2 separate regions of the Danio rerio genome follow, and region 2 is linked to region 1. The links are chromatin contacts, called in public Micro-C maps. All regions are on one chromosome and are shown on one strand. Each heading gives the region's core, a stretch centred on a gene start, on an enhancer-like site or on the middle of the called end of the contact. The rest is flanking DNA. Distances are from core to core; before and after follow the strand shown.

The links. A called contact is a pair of places that touch in the nucleus more often than the background predicts.
Region 2: a contact with region 1 is called in a Micro-C map of caudal fin, with 5 times the contacts expected there. The contact joins two enhancer-like sites. A contact is called at or near these places in 3 of 18 Hi-C or Micro-C datasets (caudal fin, embryo and hematopoietic stem cells) and 1 of 4 datasets of contacts at active chromatin or transcription factors (caudal fin).

Annotation. Positions count from the first base shown.
Region 1 is chr24:31,907,697-31,915,386 of GRCz12tu, reverse strand. It overlaps hs6st1b (heparan sulfate 6-O-sulfotransferase 1b), which reads left to right. Exons shown (of 2, transcript NM_001080203.1): 2 at 4,761-5,463. The coding sequence ends at 5,463. Among named protein-coding and RNA genes, the nearest start is that of hs6st1b, 96 kb to the left of the region's middle. Within about 2 kb of position 2,681, at least 6 of the 62 cell types and tissues checked have an H3K27ac peak or open chromatin away from gene starts, as enhancers often do.
Region 2 is chr24:32,290,278-32,297,967 of GRCz12tu, reverse strand. No RefSeq gene overlaps it. Among named protein-coding and RNA genes, the nearest start is that of bcl2a, 120 kb to the left of the region's middle. Within about 2 kb of position 4,862, at least 35 of the 62 cell types and tissues checked have an H3K27ac peak or open chromatin away from gene starts, as enhancers often do.

The sequences.
Region 1 (7,690 bases), core at 1,432-3,931:
TGACAGAATCAAATAAGGTTCTGCATTAATAATGCAGCAATGCTCTACTTCCCTAGTTTAAATGCACCACTGGGAGTGGAAGATCCCAAGAACGCAACACTTACAGACGAATGGCTTACCGAGTATGACTATGGCACAAGAGCATCTTGAGGCAAACTCACATTTTCTTTTTTTTCCTTTTTGGCACATCCTGTGTGTGTGCGTGGGTCTGAAAGAGGAAAAAGTGCCCCCACAGCTGTTTTGTGTCTGGGTCTGTCAGAATGGGTGACTGGTCTTTGTGCAGTCATCATATATTTGAGAGGCTGATTTGCATCTAGAGTCGTGTCAGACAGAGAGTTGTGACGGCTCCACTGTGAGCTGTCAGCCCAAGGAAAAGTCTTCCAGCATGCTCTGTCTTCAGCTCTGACCTTGAACTCCACACTCTCCAGTGGGCCGTTCACTCCGTCTCTCTCTAGAGCCACATTTCCTTTCCCATGTCTCAGTGGGAGAGAGCAGGGTTGTAACCTCAATAATGGGATTTTTAATGAAGTCGTGGATTGTTTTAATGTATTTGTTAAGTATGTTGTATTCAGCAGTGGAAAAGCATTCACTAAGAATGACTTTTAGAAAAAAGAAATGCAGACCCCCATTGGTGAATTCATGGTCTGTTTCCACTGAGTGGTATAGTTCGGTATGCTTTTATGGCTGTTTCCACTGTCAAAGGGTACCTAAAAGCATCCGTACTGTACCACTTTTTGGATACCATTTTCAAAGGCTACCTCCTGTAGCACAACAAAAGGGTACCAAAAGGCAGAGCAAGGCGCGCAGCTGAATGCTATTGGTTTACAGAGATACGTCACTGGTCACAGGAGCCAGGAGTATGAAAACAAAGGAAGCGCCAATTTTAAATACACAGCCGAGACATTACACTTTAATTATATATACATATAATAAATAATTAGTCATTTGGAGCCTAACAAACCTTGTCGTCATCTTGATGAACAGCCACAAAGCCAAGAAGAAGAGCAGAATCAACCCTGTGCCCCGTAGTTTTTACAAGGCTGTCTAAAGCGTGAGTGGTTTGACTTTCCTACATGCGCTCGCCGCGTGTCTATATTTGGAATAACGAACTTGAGCTGATGATAATAACAGGCGCTTGATTGTTGAAGTGCTTCTGACATCCAATCCTTTCATAAACTGTCAAGCTTGAGAGTGATGCATGAAAAAGCAAAGGAGAAGCCGGAAAAACAATGAAGCAAATGATTGTTTTAGCAACCTAAAACATAAACAAACTGCCACTATTATCATCACCTTTTGTACTATTATGAACTCAGAATGATGAAATAACATACTAACAAGAGGTTACATGTGCTGGTAAAGATTAAAGATACAGATGAGAGGTTTGCACTGATTGTAGGCTATATGTTGCGTGTTGTTTTTGAACCCAAATAAGGACTAAATATATGCTGTGTGTAGTTTTTCTGTTATTGGTTACATATCGGAGATTGTAAGGCTCTGTATGTGTTCATATATATTGCATTTATTTATTTATTTATTTTAAATAATCGCAGATGTTACAGTAGGCTATCATTGATCAGCAGTTATAATCAAATCATGTTCATAGAAAGGTTAGTAATGAACATATATATATACACAAGTATGTATGCATATAAAGCATATGTTTTGTGAGAATTAGCATTGGCACCCTTTTGGCAATAGGAACGCAAGCCTAATAAATGTGGCCCATACCGTGCTGTACCACTCAGTGGAAGCGGGCCTTTAGAAATGTGCTTCTAAGATGCCATTTCAAGTTTCATTGTTTTAAAGCATGAAAGACAGCCATCAAATCAAGGCCTAGTCTGTATTTTTACACAGCCTCATGATTAATCATGTTATTCAATCAGGCTATTCTGGGGTTATTTTGTTTTAAAAAAAAGATATTGTTTTACACATTTGTACTCTTGCTGACATTGAGGTTTTGTAGAACAAGAGGATTCAACAAATTCTTAAAACAACAGGCGCTAGATTCCAAAGCTTCCTGTTGACTTTGCCAAAGCAGCCTTGCACACACATTCTGAAATCTCTCCTCCCGAGCTGGCCTCAACTGGGCTTTAATTCAATTATGAAACACTTTTATAAAAGAGACGTGTGTTCAATAGCTTAATTTATGAGTCTGCACACTGCAACAGTCCAAAGTGGTGATATGACCCTCAGTTACTTTGTGAGGTGCCCCAAGTCTCAGTATTGGGTCCGTTCTCATTAATAATGTGGCTATTTCAGTGGGTGTTATTAGTATTGACCGGCCTTGCACAGAGCAGGCAGCCAGTTATTGGCTGGGATTTGGAACTGCCGTGTGTGCTGATGGGGCCCAGAGTTTAATCGCTGTGGAAACATGAGAGTTATTAAAACGGGAAGCCTTGGCACTGCAGAGGGATCTCGGGTGTCTCTCAGGCTCACTAATGATTATAAGCCTGCAGCTTTCTCACCCAGTAGTGAGAAAGGAACAATGAATGAACAAAAAGAGATTTGAAGATCCTGAAGTATCAATTTATTCTATTAGTGTATATGAGGAAGGGTAGAAAAACTTAACAAAAGTCAAAAAGTCACACTCTGATCTGATCAAAGTGCCTTCTTACTATTACAGGGAAGGTTTTGAAGTGCACACCACCATATCTGGTTTATAATGGGCTGATTAGTAAATGCACACTGCCACCATGTGGTCAGTAAGGCCACAGCATGTTCAGGGTGAGGGCATTTGAGAACAGTGTTGGCAGGATTTCTGTCTTTTGGCCAGAGGCAGCACCCGGTGATACCTTGGGAAGTGCCATATGGGTCGCCAGGAATGAATTTCTCAGATTTTGTATGTGATTTCAGGTTATTTTCAATATAATCAGCTCTTAGGCACTTTGGAGGAAATCTGTCTCTTTGGCACATTTAGTCACATGGGTGTTAGGAGGTAATGTAGGGTGAAGTGCAGCTGGAGCTTGTTGAATTGGTAACCGAGAGCTAAATCATACTGTCATCAGTTTGGTTGAGATTAATCTGTTGAAAACCACCTGCTGCTAGCTTGTTGGCAGCGCTTGGTCTTCCTCCCACTCCACAAATCCTGTGCTTGGTTCAAATGAAACTTGATTTTCCCTGTGGACTTGTGTCCCTGATGCATTCTTGAAGTGTTCTGGTAAAGATGCTTTTGTGTGTTTTTCATGATATGTCCCTATAGTGTGTGAGCATTGTGAAGTCTTCTCTTGAGGTGGTTTCATCACCATCTGTCTGCATTCACTTCAGAATAGCCTGTCTCGAAACAATTTTGAGCCATACCTGTTTTTTTGTTTTCTCAATTAGTTCAACTCTTTCACAACTGTTTTAGATCTATGGCATAAGACCAGTCATACCATGTCTTGCTAGCATATGTTATAAGATTTACATATTTAAATACTACTAGTGTTCCAAATATTTTGTGCATTTCTAATAAGTCCTCGTTCTTCATACATTAAGTTCCCTTGATCAAATCCAGACCAGGAATGTCCCTAGTTCCTTTTTTTCCATTTTGCATCCAGAATCATGTTTCAAGTTCCATCAATCAAAGGAAACTCTAAACATACAGGATGTGAAGTGGTGGGAAAGGATTAAGACATTGGTGCCCCATGGCAAGACTCTTGAGAAAAGGCATTTAATGAGTCATGGTTTACACCTGCTACAGCCCGTCTTTCAAAATGGTATTAATTGTAGGATACGCCAGTTGTACACCACTACACTGATTGCATTGTGTTGCTTATGGGTTCAATTTCCTAGGGATTCAACCTTTGTGGGTTGTTTCACAAGGGTACTTTCACACTAGCACTTTTGGTCAGCACCCGGGTTCGTCTGATGTCAAAGTACGGTACTTTTATTTAGAGCAGAGGAGTCCAAACTCGATCCTGGAGGGCCGGTGTCCTGGACAGTTTAGCTCCAATCCTAATTAAACGCACCTGAACCAGCTAATCAAGCTCTTACTAGGTATAATTGAAACTTCCTGGCAGGTGTGTTAAAGCAAGTTGGAGCTAAACTCAGCAGGACACCGACCCTTGTGGACCGAGTTTGGACACCTCTGATCTAGTGTGAAACAGTGTCTTCTGAACTCAAATGTGCACCTGTGAACCGTACCCGAGTCCACCTAAAATCGGTGGTATGGTTCTTGCGAACTCTAGTATGGTTCACTTCTGATGTGAATGCAATCATAAAAATTAACGGAAGTGAACCGCTAACTGTACAAAAATGTTTAGTTTTTATTACATTCATTCATGTGTGTGTGTGTGTCTGTGTATCACCTACCTTGGTGACAAGCGGGACTGATCCAGTGCAAACAGTGATAATGTCTGCTTGTCTCCACCAAAAATGACTTCTGCAGACATTGCGTGATGTTCTGAACGTTTTTAATATTTTTTTGTGGCAGATAGATGCAAGTGGCTCTCTGTATTTTGGTTTTGAAAACAAAACCACAAGTTTCAGTGAAAGCAGAATGACCATGATATGCGTAGGTCTCCATTTTGGTGCTTTACTTTTGTGGCCGTCACCTAGCAACAGCTGTACACAAAACAGAAGCTTGATGACGCAAGTGGTTCATAAGGAAAAAAGACAATGTTAACATAAACCCCTTCCGAGGGGGGACTATCAAACAGGCCTTCAAACCAAGAGTGAAAGCATGCTAAAACACTGAAAATCAGTGAGCTTAAATGTTAAATCTTGTCAATTATTAGTCAGTGTTGTGACTAATGACGTTTCTCTATCTTGTTTTCCCACAGAAAGTTCTACTACATCACTCTACTGAGGGACCCTGTTTCCCGCTACCTTAGTGAATGGAGGCACGTCCAGCGAGGGGCGACATGGAAGACGTCTTTGCACATGTGTGACGGACGGACACCCACACCTGAAGAGTTGCCGCCCTGCTACGAGGGCACAGACTGGTCAGGGTGCACCTTGCAGCAATTCATGGACTGCCCCTACAATCTAGCCAATAACCGCCAAGTGCGTATGCTTGCAGACCTTAGTCTGGTGGGCTGCTACAACCTTTCTACAGTCCCTGAGAAGAGGCGTTCACAATTGCTGCTCGAATCAGCCAAGAAGAACCTACGGGACATGGCTTTCTATGGCCTGACGGAGTTCCAGCGGAAGACGCAATACCTATTCGAGCGCACCTTCCACCTTAAGTTCATCCGACCCTTCATGCAATACAACAGCACACGGGCGGCTGGCGTGGATCTTGATAATGATACGATACAACGCATCGAGGAGCTCAACGATCTGGACATGAAGCTGTACGACTATGCCAAAGACCTGTTTCAGCAGCGCTACCAGTACAAGCACATGCTGGACCGCCGGGAGCAGAGACTACTGAGGGGACACGCATCTTTCCACAGTCCGTTCCGAGAGGACGGAGCTGGAGGAGAGGGCACGGCACGCCTGCCAACTGAGGATTACATGAACCACATCATCAATGGATGGTAACCACCTACCCCTCTCCAGAGAGACCAAATACTGACACAGTAACGAGGAGAGGGGGAATACAAGGACCCAAGTGGAATACCCTTTCCCAGATGAGAGAGATCACCATCCCATCCTTCAGTCAGGATTACGGGACCAGTCTGCATTTCGCTTAGTGCAGGATCTCCTTGGCCTTTTTTAAACAAAAGTTCTGGTGGAAATTAAGTTATTATAGTTTTTTTTTGTTGTCGTTTTGTTTCACAAATGTGACTGGAATTAACGAACCTGAATATCAATGGACTCTTCATGAAAATAAAAAGATTGTTTTTATAAATATAAATATATATAAAAATATGTAGATTGCCTTTTTTTACATCCTGGTGTGGTAAGTGGTTGATGATTACTAACAGGTGTTGTATGATTTTATATATATATATCTTAATATATAACACAGAAGAATCCCTTTTTCCATGAGTGTTTTATCTTTTGTCTTTGAATGTCAAACAGTTTTCCGGTTTCCATAAGCCCAGATGCCATTAGCCCATTCCTGAAAGTCAGATGTAATTTCTTATCCCCCCCCAAAAAAATGAATGTCATCATGCAGTTTTTATTTTAGCATGTGCTAATTTATACAGTATGCACCGTAAGTGTTGTTTTTACACATTTGCTGTGATCTTTTTACCCATAGTGCAGTGCAGTATGCCCACATTTTGCATTGTAAATCTCGTACCTTAAATGAACAAAGCATTCACATAATTTGCCCCTGTTAACTGTCGAGTTGAGTTGAGCGCACATGTAGAATGTGTTAATTGAACTTGCACTGAACATGTCAGGGCTTGACATCCCTCACGGGTCTACCGAGACTTCTTAACTTCCATCTTCCCTCCAGCTAAAACTCAGAAATAAACTGCTATTGAAGCCATGTTTAGATAAATGTCAAAAATGCTTATGGGGAAAGAGCGAAGAAATGGATTACATGTTCCATCTGTCTCTGTCAGTCAAGATTTGGAGAGTGAAATCAGTGAGGAAAGTATGATGATTGTTATATGTGTGTATACGTTAATGGTTGTCACGATACTGGAATTCGGGACCAATCGGTACTGAAATTTTAAAGCGTCCATTTTCTGCGAACATTTGAGCACTGCTTATTCGTAAATAGCGCTGATTTGCCATTGTGTTCACATGCTTAGCTGAAATGACTGATTGGTCGTGAAGGTCATCAGTTCACCGAACTCACTGCTGTTTATTGAGTGTAACCAAAGATACAGAAAAACAGGAGCGTTTCACAGTGACGTCGATCAGCTGGTTTGTCTATAAGCTGAAATACGATCCACTGTTGAATCGCGGCTTTAAATCGCTCCAGTGTATCTGTACTGATCTGGCGTATGCAAAGTTTTTGTGCGTACGCAGCGTTAATACATGAAGCCCATGGTTCCAGTTGGGGTTGATTGTCCTGTCTTTAGGTGTGTGATCAATGTTCTTTGTTTATGTTTATTCAGATGGCAAAGTTAGTATCGCCAGCAGTACTTTTTCATGGCCATTTGGGAATGTGCTCAAATGTTCCCAAGACATGGATGTTTTTAAAACTTCAGAATCGATTGGTAGCGAACTCTGTTTCGTGACAACCCTGTGTGAGCCGTCTTGAGTTTGCTTTCCAACAATGTCCATTACTGTGAGTATATTGGTTTTTCATGACCCCTGAATCTTTAAAAGTACCAATAAAAATGCATTTCCCATTTTTAAGACATGGTCGAGTGCTTTTAATAATTCAGTCCCTTTTTTTCTTTCAGAAATCATTCTGTTTTATGGAAATTGGTACACTTTGAAGATTTTTATGATGAATAGAAAGGTTGAAGCATTTATTTAAAAGAGAAATATTTTGTAAGATCATAAATTGCATTTCTGCTCAAGTATGCAGTATTGTAATATCATGCGTGCTTGTTGAATTGAAGTATTCATCTTAGGAAACCTATTGAATCTATGTAAAAGTGTTTAAATATCACAGGTTTCCACCTTTGTTTTGGTTAATCAGCAGTGTTGTCTTTCTCTCTGAAGTGTTAATTATTTTTAGAGGGTGTGTGATTGCGTATGAAACAGCTTCCATGTTATGACTTGCACATTTCTTATGAAGGACGGTTTTGTGTTAATTTTACACGTACTCATCAGATTTTAGGAACAAACAGTAATAAGACAGTTTCAAACAAAAGTTATATTTAAAAAGTCCATATTTATTATCACAAATCAGGTAAAT
Region 2 (7,690 bases), core at 3,613-6,112, 380 kb before region 1:
ACAAGCTCTCATTATATGCTGATGACCTACTTCTCTACATCTCAGATCCTCTGTCATGCATCATGTCAAAGCCTTTTTTAAAACATTAGAAAAACTTATCTCAAGTTTTTTATGGGATGGAAAGACTCCTAAGATCCGGAAGGAGTTCCTTGAGAAAAATAAGGGTGATGGAGGTTTAGCTCTTCCTAATTTTTTATTATATTATTGGGCAGCTAATGTTCAAAAAATTGTTTATTGGATGTGCTCACCAGGTAGCAACGATTGGCGCGAAACAGAATCCAGATCATGCACAGCAACCTCCTTACATGCCCTGGCGACATCTAGTTTACCCATTAAAACCACACAACACACACAAAATCCAATTGTCTGCTGCACTGATAAAATATGGTCTCAGTTACGTCAACATCTCAAATTAAGACAAGCCCTTATGCTTCAGAGCCCAATATGCAACAATCATGCATTCCTCCACGCCATATTAGACCTTGGGTTTAAACGTTGGCAAGATAAAGGCATTGTGCAGTTTGGAAACCTTTACATTGATGGTGTCTTTGCAAGTTTTAATGATCTCCGCTCCAAATTTAATCTGAACCATAATGACCTCTTCCGTTACTTTCAGATACGCCATTTTGTGAGTGCTCAAAGCCCAACATTTCCTAGTATTCCTTCAAAGTCCTCTGTTGATTCTCTGTTAGAAACACACTCTTATCTACAAGGTTTTATTTCTAGAACATACACAATTCTTATGTCTTTGAAAATTGTAAGTACAGAAAAGATTAAAATTAGGTGGGAAAAAGAACTGGGAGTAGCACTTTCAGAGGAATCTTGGAGCAATGCTCTAAGTAGGGTGAACGGTAGCACTTCTTGTGCTCACCTAGGTTTAATACAATTTAAAGTGTTACACCGAATACATCTAAGTAGATCTCGGATAGCCTCTTTTAACTCTACTTTTGACAAGACCTGTATAAGATGTCACACAGGCGTAGCAGACCTGTCTCATATGTTTTGGACGTGCCCTAAGCTTAATCCTTACTGGTCAACTATATTTAATACATTGTCTAAAGTGTGTGAAGTACAGCTTAGGCCATGTGCAGAATTTGCTTTGTTTGGCATTCCACCTGACGAACTGAGTCTGACTCAAAGACAACAAAACACAATAGCCTTTGCATCTTTGCTGGCTCGCAGACAAATTTTACTGCACTGGAAATCTTTAAATCCACCTAAAGCATCACGCTTCAAGATCTGATGTTATATTTACACTTGGAAAAAATTAAATATTCAATTAGAGGCTCTAGCAAATTCTCATATGTATGGCAACCATTATTAACATATTTCTCTGCTATAAGTGTACTTCCTGGGGAATAATGTGACTTTCTTGTATGTAACTGGAATCTTTTTTCTGTAATCCCTTTGTCCTTTCTTTCTCTGTCCAGAATCTCAAGCTTCTTCTATGTTAACTTACCATTGTAAGATAGCACAGCCTTATCCCTCATTGACTCACCCATTACTGTTGTCATTCTATTTCTATATGTATTTATAATTATTTTATTTATTTATGTATGTATTTATTTATTTATTTTTTATTTATTTATTTTTATTTTTTATTTTTAAAAGATTTGGCAGCCCTTTTTTAAATTTTTTAAAAATTCATTATTATTTTTTTTATAATTACTTTTCCTTTAATTTTTATTTATTTATTTATTTTTATCGTTCTTTAGGCAGTGTATTTAGGGGTGGTTAAAGTGGGTTTTATATGTATAAAAATGTCAATTTTCTGTACAAATAATGTAACTTGTTCTTGGCATAAAAAAAATAAAGGAAAAAAAAATATATAGCTTAAAGGGGCTACTAATATTGACCTTTAAATGGTTTAAAAAAATAATAATTTATTGTAGCCGAAATAAAACAAATAAATCTTTCTCCTGAAGAAAAAATGTTATAGGAAATACTGTGGAAAATTCCTTGGTCTGTTCAACAAAATTTTGGGAAAATTTTTTTTTTTTTTAAATATATATATATATATATATATATATATATATATATATATATATATATATATATATATATATATATATATATATATATATATATATATATAAACTTGATCACAATGTTATGACAGTTATAATTGGTGTAAATACAATTATATTTCTCAAAATACATACTGCAATAATTTATTATTCCATATTTTTTATCAATATCATTATTATTAAAACATGCAACAGAGCAAATCTATTTTAGATTGTATTTTCTTAATTACATTTAAAAAAAATCTGACAAAAAGTAAATGAACCACTTTTACTATAAAATAAACAAACAAACAAAGAGTGACATGGTGGCTCAGTGGTTAGCACTGTCTCCTCACAGCAAGAATGTCACTGGTTCGAGTCCCAGCTGGGTCAATTGGGGTTTCTCTGTGGAGTTAGCATGTCCTCCTCGTGCTGGCGTGGGTTTCCTATGGGTGTCTTGGTGTCCCCCTCTAAAGACATGCGTTATACTGTAGGTGAATTGAATAAAACTAAATTGTATGGAGTGTATGTGTGTGAATGCATGTGTATGGATGTTTCCCAGTACTCAGCTCATTAGGGCATCCGCTGTGTAAAACATATGTTGGATAAGATGTCTGTTCATTCTGTGTGGCGACCCCTGATTAATAAAGGGACTAAGCTGAAGGACAATGAATGAATGAATAAACAAACAAAACATTGACATTTCCATTAAAGTATAGTTCATACATAAATAAATATGAACTCACTATTTGCTCACTGTCAAGCAGCTCCAAACCTTTATGACTTTCCTATTTTTCTGTTGAACATAGAAGCAGTGGCGCCCCCAGAAAATTTTCTTAGGGGTTGCCAGAAGAGGCCGCACCAAATCTTGGGGTGGCACACAAAAAAATAATGAATTAAGTGTAATGTTATATTTTTGTTTCTGGTAAATGAAATAATGTAGTTTTTATTCATTTAATAAATTTTTCTTGAAATATTGCAATTTATTCCTTGAAATAATTCAGGAAGTACATGTGCAAACCAAATAAAAATCTATGTTTAGTTTAAAAACACTTTTCATATATATATATATATATATATATATATATATATATATATATATATATATATATATATATATATATATATATACACACATACTGTATAAATAAGTTTATTATTCCAAGAGATGGGTTGCAGCTGAAAGGGCATCCACTGTGTAAAAATGTGCTAGATAAGTTGGCAGTTTGTTCCACTGTGGCGACCCTGGATTAATAAAGGGACTAAGCCGAAAAGAAAATGAATGAAAGAATAATGAGTTTATTAATAACCCAAACAAATGAACAAACTGAATGAAAGGCATTATTATATACACACTCACTACCTAATAATATCATTTATCCATATTGCTTTTTGAGCCATTTTATTATGCAGCTTCTTCTATTGATAAACTGTACCTTAAATATTAAATTGCCATTGCTGTCTATTGAAGGTGTGTGCGTGCTGTCAACGACGATCGGAGAGGGTAGTGGCGGTTCTAGTTTAAATGACACCCTGGGCGAACCACCCTATACACCCCCCACCTCCTTTGAATAGTTAGATTTGTTATTCAATAAATATAACAATTTATTTATATTTATTCTAAATAAGTACAATTAGTATTAAGTAAAGTAAAGAACCTTTATTGTCATTGTAGTAATACAACGAAATTTGTTTGGTAACTCACAGAATTGTATTAAAATACAATTAATATTAGTATTATTATACAATTATTATTTTAAATAAATAACATAAATCAATCCTAAATATTACTGGAAAACAACAACTGGAGTGATATGCCAAGATCACTTAAGAAACCTTTTGCATGAAAATTAATTATGACAATTCTAAAGAATACAAAAAATGTATTATAGAATTATCTGTGGTCTTAGACCATGGCTGAGAAATCATGTTATGAAGTCTTACCTCCCTGACTCATTATCCCTCCTTTCTTATTAGTGAAAGTAACATCATCATCATCATATTATATAAACTTTAGTCGACTTTCAAAACTCGCTGCGTGCCGACACCTCTGCACAAAAGCCTGTTACTCCGTTTCACGGCGCATGAGCGGCGCTTATTTTGTCGGCGTGTATGTAAACAACCAACCGGGTTTCACACAGGAGTGCGTGAGGGGCGCGGGAATGGTTCTCTGCGCGCATGCGTCATTTTCCTTTTACCAGCATTCACCACTGAAACAGCACTAAGGGGGAGAGACAATGAATCAGCTACATCAATAACACCAACAATAATTTAGTGGCTGCATTTTATTTATTTAAATATTGGGAATTTATAAGTACATTTAAATCAATAATGTCAACAGCAAAATTATATTGGGGTGGCCACGGGTGGCCAGAGTTTACCGACGGGTGGCCGTGGCCACCCATGGCCACCCCTTGGGGGCGCCCCTGCATAGAAGAAGAAAGCTGAAAATCTGTAACCATTGAAATTCATTGCATTAGAAAATCAAATGTGGAAGTCAATGGCTACTTTTTAACATTTTTTCAAAGTATCCTCTTTGGTGTTCAACAACAACAACAACAACAACAACAACAAAAGAAACAAAAAGGATTGTGACAAGTGAAGGTTGAGTAAATTATTAGAATTTTTATTTTTGGCAGAACTATTTCTTAATAGATTTTCTGTTGTACAGATGTAGTTACAGAATATGAGCAAAACTGGTTACTGTTTTTTATATATATCTAGGATAAAAACACGTGTTTGCTGTTGGGATAAAACCGAATAATTATGGCTGCGTTTACCGTGCACGTGTGTGTTACTGCTGTCTAGAAAAAGAAACAAATTTCTGTATGCAGTTCACAGAATGGCCGCAAAGAGTCGCTAAAAACACGACTTGAAGAAACAACCATACACACTCAGTCACACTCACACTCGTACACTACGGCCAATTTAGTTCACCCAATTTACTTATAGTATATCGTATCGTATGTCTTTGGGATATAGGGAAAACCAACACGAACACGGGAGAACATGCAAACTCCACACAGAAATGCCAACTGGCCCCGCCGGGGCTCGTACCTGCAAGGCCACCGTGCTAACCACTGAGCCACCGTTCACTCTCATTAAGGATCTGTAAAACTAACGTTTAACAGTTTATTTTGTATAGTTAAAACAGTAAGCAAGTTGTCAGCGCTACGTTTGCAGTGCGCATGTGCAAGTTAATTTCTGCCTGTAGTTCACAGAACGGCCACAGGTGGTCGCCAATAACACGGTTGATTACCACTGAAATCTTTTTAACAGCGTCAGTTCACAGTAATGTGTCTGACAAAAGCAAATCAACTCATATTACGGAGGAGTTATACTAACGCCAAACCTAACATGTCCTGTCGACACTGCTGTTTCAAGGTCGAGGTTTATGAGAATGAAGAGGTGAGTAGATTACTGATAATGATTGTTTACACGTGCTCACAGCACCGATGCATCTTATTAGCACTTTCAACTCGGTGAAAATTACGTGTGGCTATGATGTAGATGAATTGTCCTCAGGGCATTACAATTATAGTCCTACCTAATACACACTTGGGTATCTGAATAATCAGACGTGACAAAGATAACGCTGTATAACACAAGCCAGTGAAAAATGAAATCGGAGTAGACCAACTTGGTAAAATTTGTTCACTTAAAGATGTTTATTAATTATGTGTTAAAGTAGTAGTCTACAGAAGCTAAATAAGCCCTTTTACACATAAATATTAGTCGAGTCTTTCTTGGCTTACCTGAAATAAATTCATTATGTTAATAAATCCTATTAAAAAATAATTATATTGTCAAATATATGTGTACAAATATAATAGCCTATAAAAGTATACAAAATAAGATTGACAGTTGTTGTTTTTTATTTTCACGAGTTTTCAAAGAATGAACCAGTAAAGGGGTGAATCTTTTTTAGTTTCTCCTAAAATAACAACATGAGCAGGCCCTTAGCCTGTGGACCGTTTTGCAGTTAATCAACTCATTTTCTATTTAGTTTTTAGAATTAATTACTTTTTAGTGACATCTTAAGCACTATTTTTAGCTGGATTAGCGATGGTGATCATAAAGACACTTTTTAATGTACCAAAATATTTCCTACAGATTTAGAATGAAGAAAAATTAATAGCTTCTTTTTAAAAAATACCTATTATTACATTGTATATAATTAGAAAAATTGGATTCTGTTAAAGTTTTTAATTTAAAACCGTAGTCTATCATCATTTATTAGGCAAATGACAAACTGACCAGAACATTCAACTTTGCTCGGTCAGAAGTTGGCTGTTTAGATAATAAAAAATAAAACATAATAATAATAAAAGAGCTTAATGATTTGTCTTGCCTCTCTTGTAAAAAAAAACATTTTTATTAAAATTTCAAGGATAACAGCAATAGCCAAATTAGTTTTCAGATTAATTTTAATACAGGCCACTTTTGGTGCTTCACACCTTTTTATATGTCATTTTTTGTTTCAAGAACAACAAGGTCCAAGATTTAGAATAAAAGTTACTTGTTTTCTCTGTTTGAAAACAAAACAGTAGAATGTTGGATATATCATAGTTTGCATTGGAAAAAACTGATCAGCTGAAGTCACACTGATGTGACAAGTCAACCTATTACTCGGCTTGGTCTTAAAGCCTTTTTAAATGGATTATTTTCACAATTTATGATGATGTAGCAGCAGTCAAAATAGGACAATTGAGCTCATGTATGGGGAAAATTCTGGGCCTTTGTCATTCAAGTATGGGTCTTTCGACTTTCGGCCTGATGGGTATTTTAATGAGTCAACTCATATTTTGATCCCCTATTCATTTTACAGTGTGTGTATATTAGGAACATGTAGAATTTTGTAGTTTCATTGTCACTTTTTTGTCAACAGATGGCAATATCGCATGCCTTACTGGCTGTGATTGTTCACCCAAAACTGAATATTGTCATCATTTACTCCCGTCTGAGTTTCTTTTCTTCAGTTGAACACAAAAAGATATTTTAAAAAATGCTATAAACTTTAAAACCATTGACTGGTTTGGAAAAGTCAAGGTTTAAAAACTGCTAAAATTATTTACTATACCTTTCCTAAAGGATGTAAGGCTTTTATATTTGTTGTAAAGAAATCTGTGGTTTTGAAACTAATGAAGACATCTTGATATTTACTGTTCCAAAATATTATAAATCTTTACTGTAATACAATATGTTGTGTTCCAGTTGTTTGTTTAACTCATTTTACTCAGAAATGAAAATTTATATTAGAGCAGTAATCCCAATAGCGTGATATTTTTATCGAAGGTTATTATACTGCTAGAAAATTATACTGGCCATATGGAGACACCTTAATAAAACTTATTGAGAGTTTCACAAGAAAAACAATGATGTGCTTGATTTTAAACTTAACTTTATTCTTTCATGAGTTATTTACAAGCCCCCTCTCATATACTAATGTGCCACAAACATGATGTTAATATCACCAACCATTCCCATTTTGTTAAGGTGTATACATATAAATGGCACACCCTGTAGTATTATTTTGATTGCCACATAGGGTCTACTGTACGCATATATAAAGATATTTTATATTTTTATGTTAATGTTAGCTTATAGAAAATGATTTTCAGTAATATTGTAATTAATACAAAGGTTTTGTTATTATTATTGTTATTATTTTATATAAATTAACA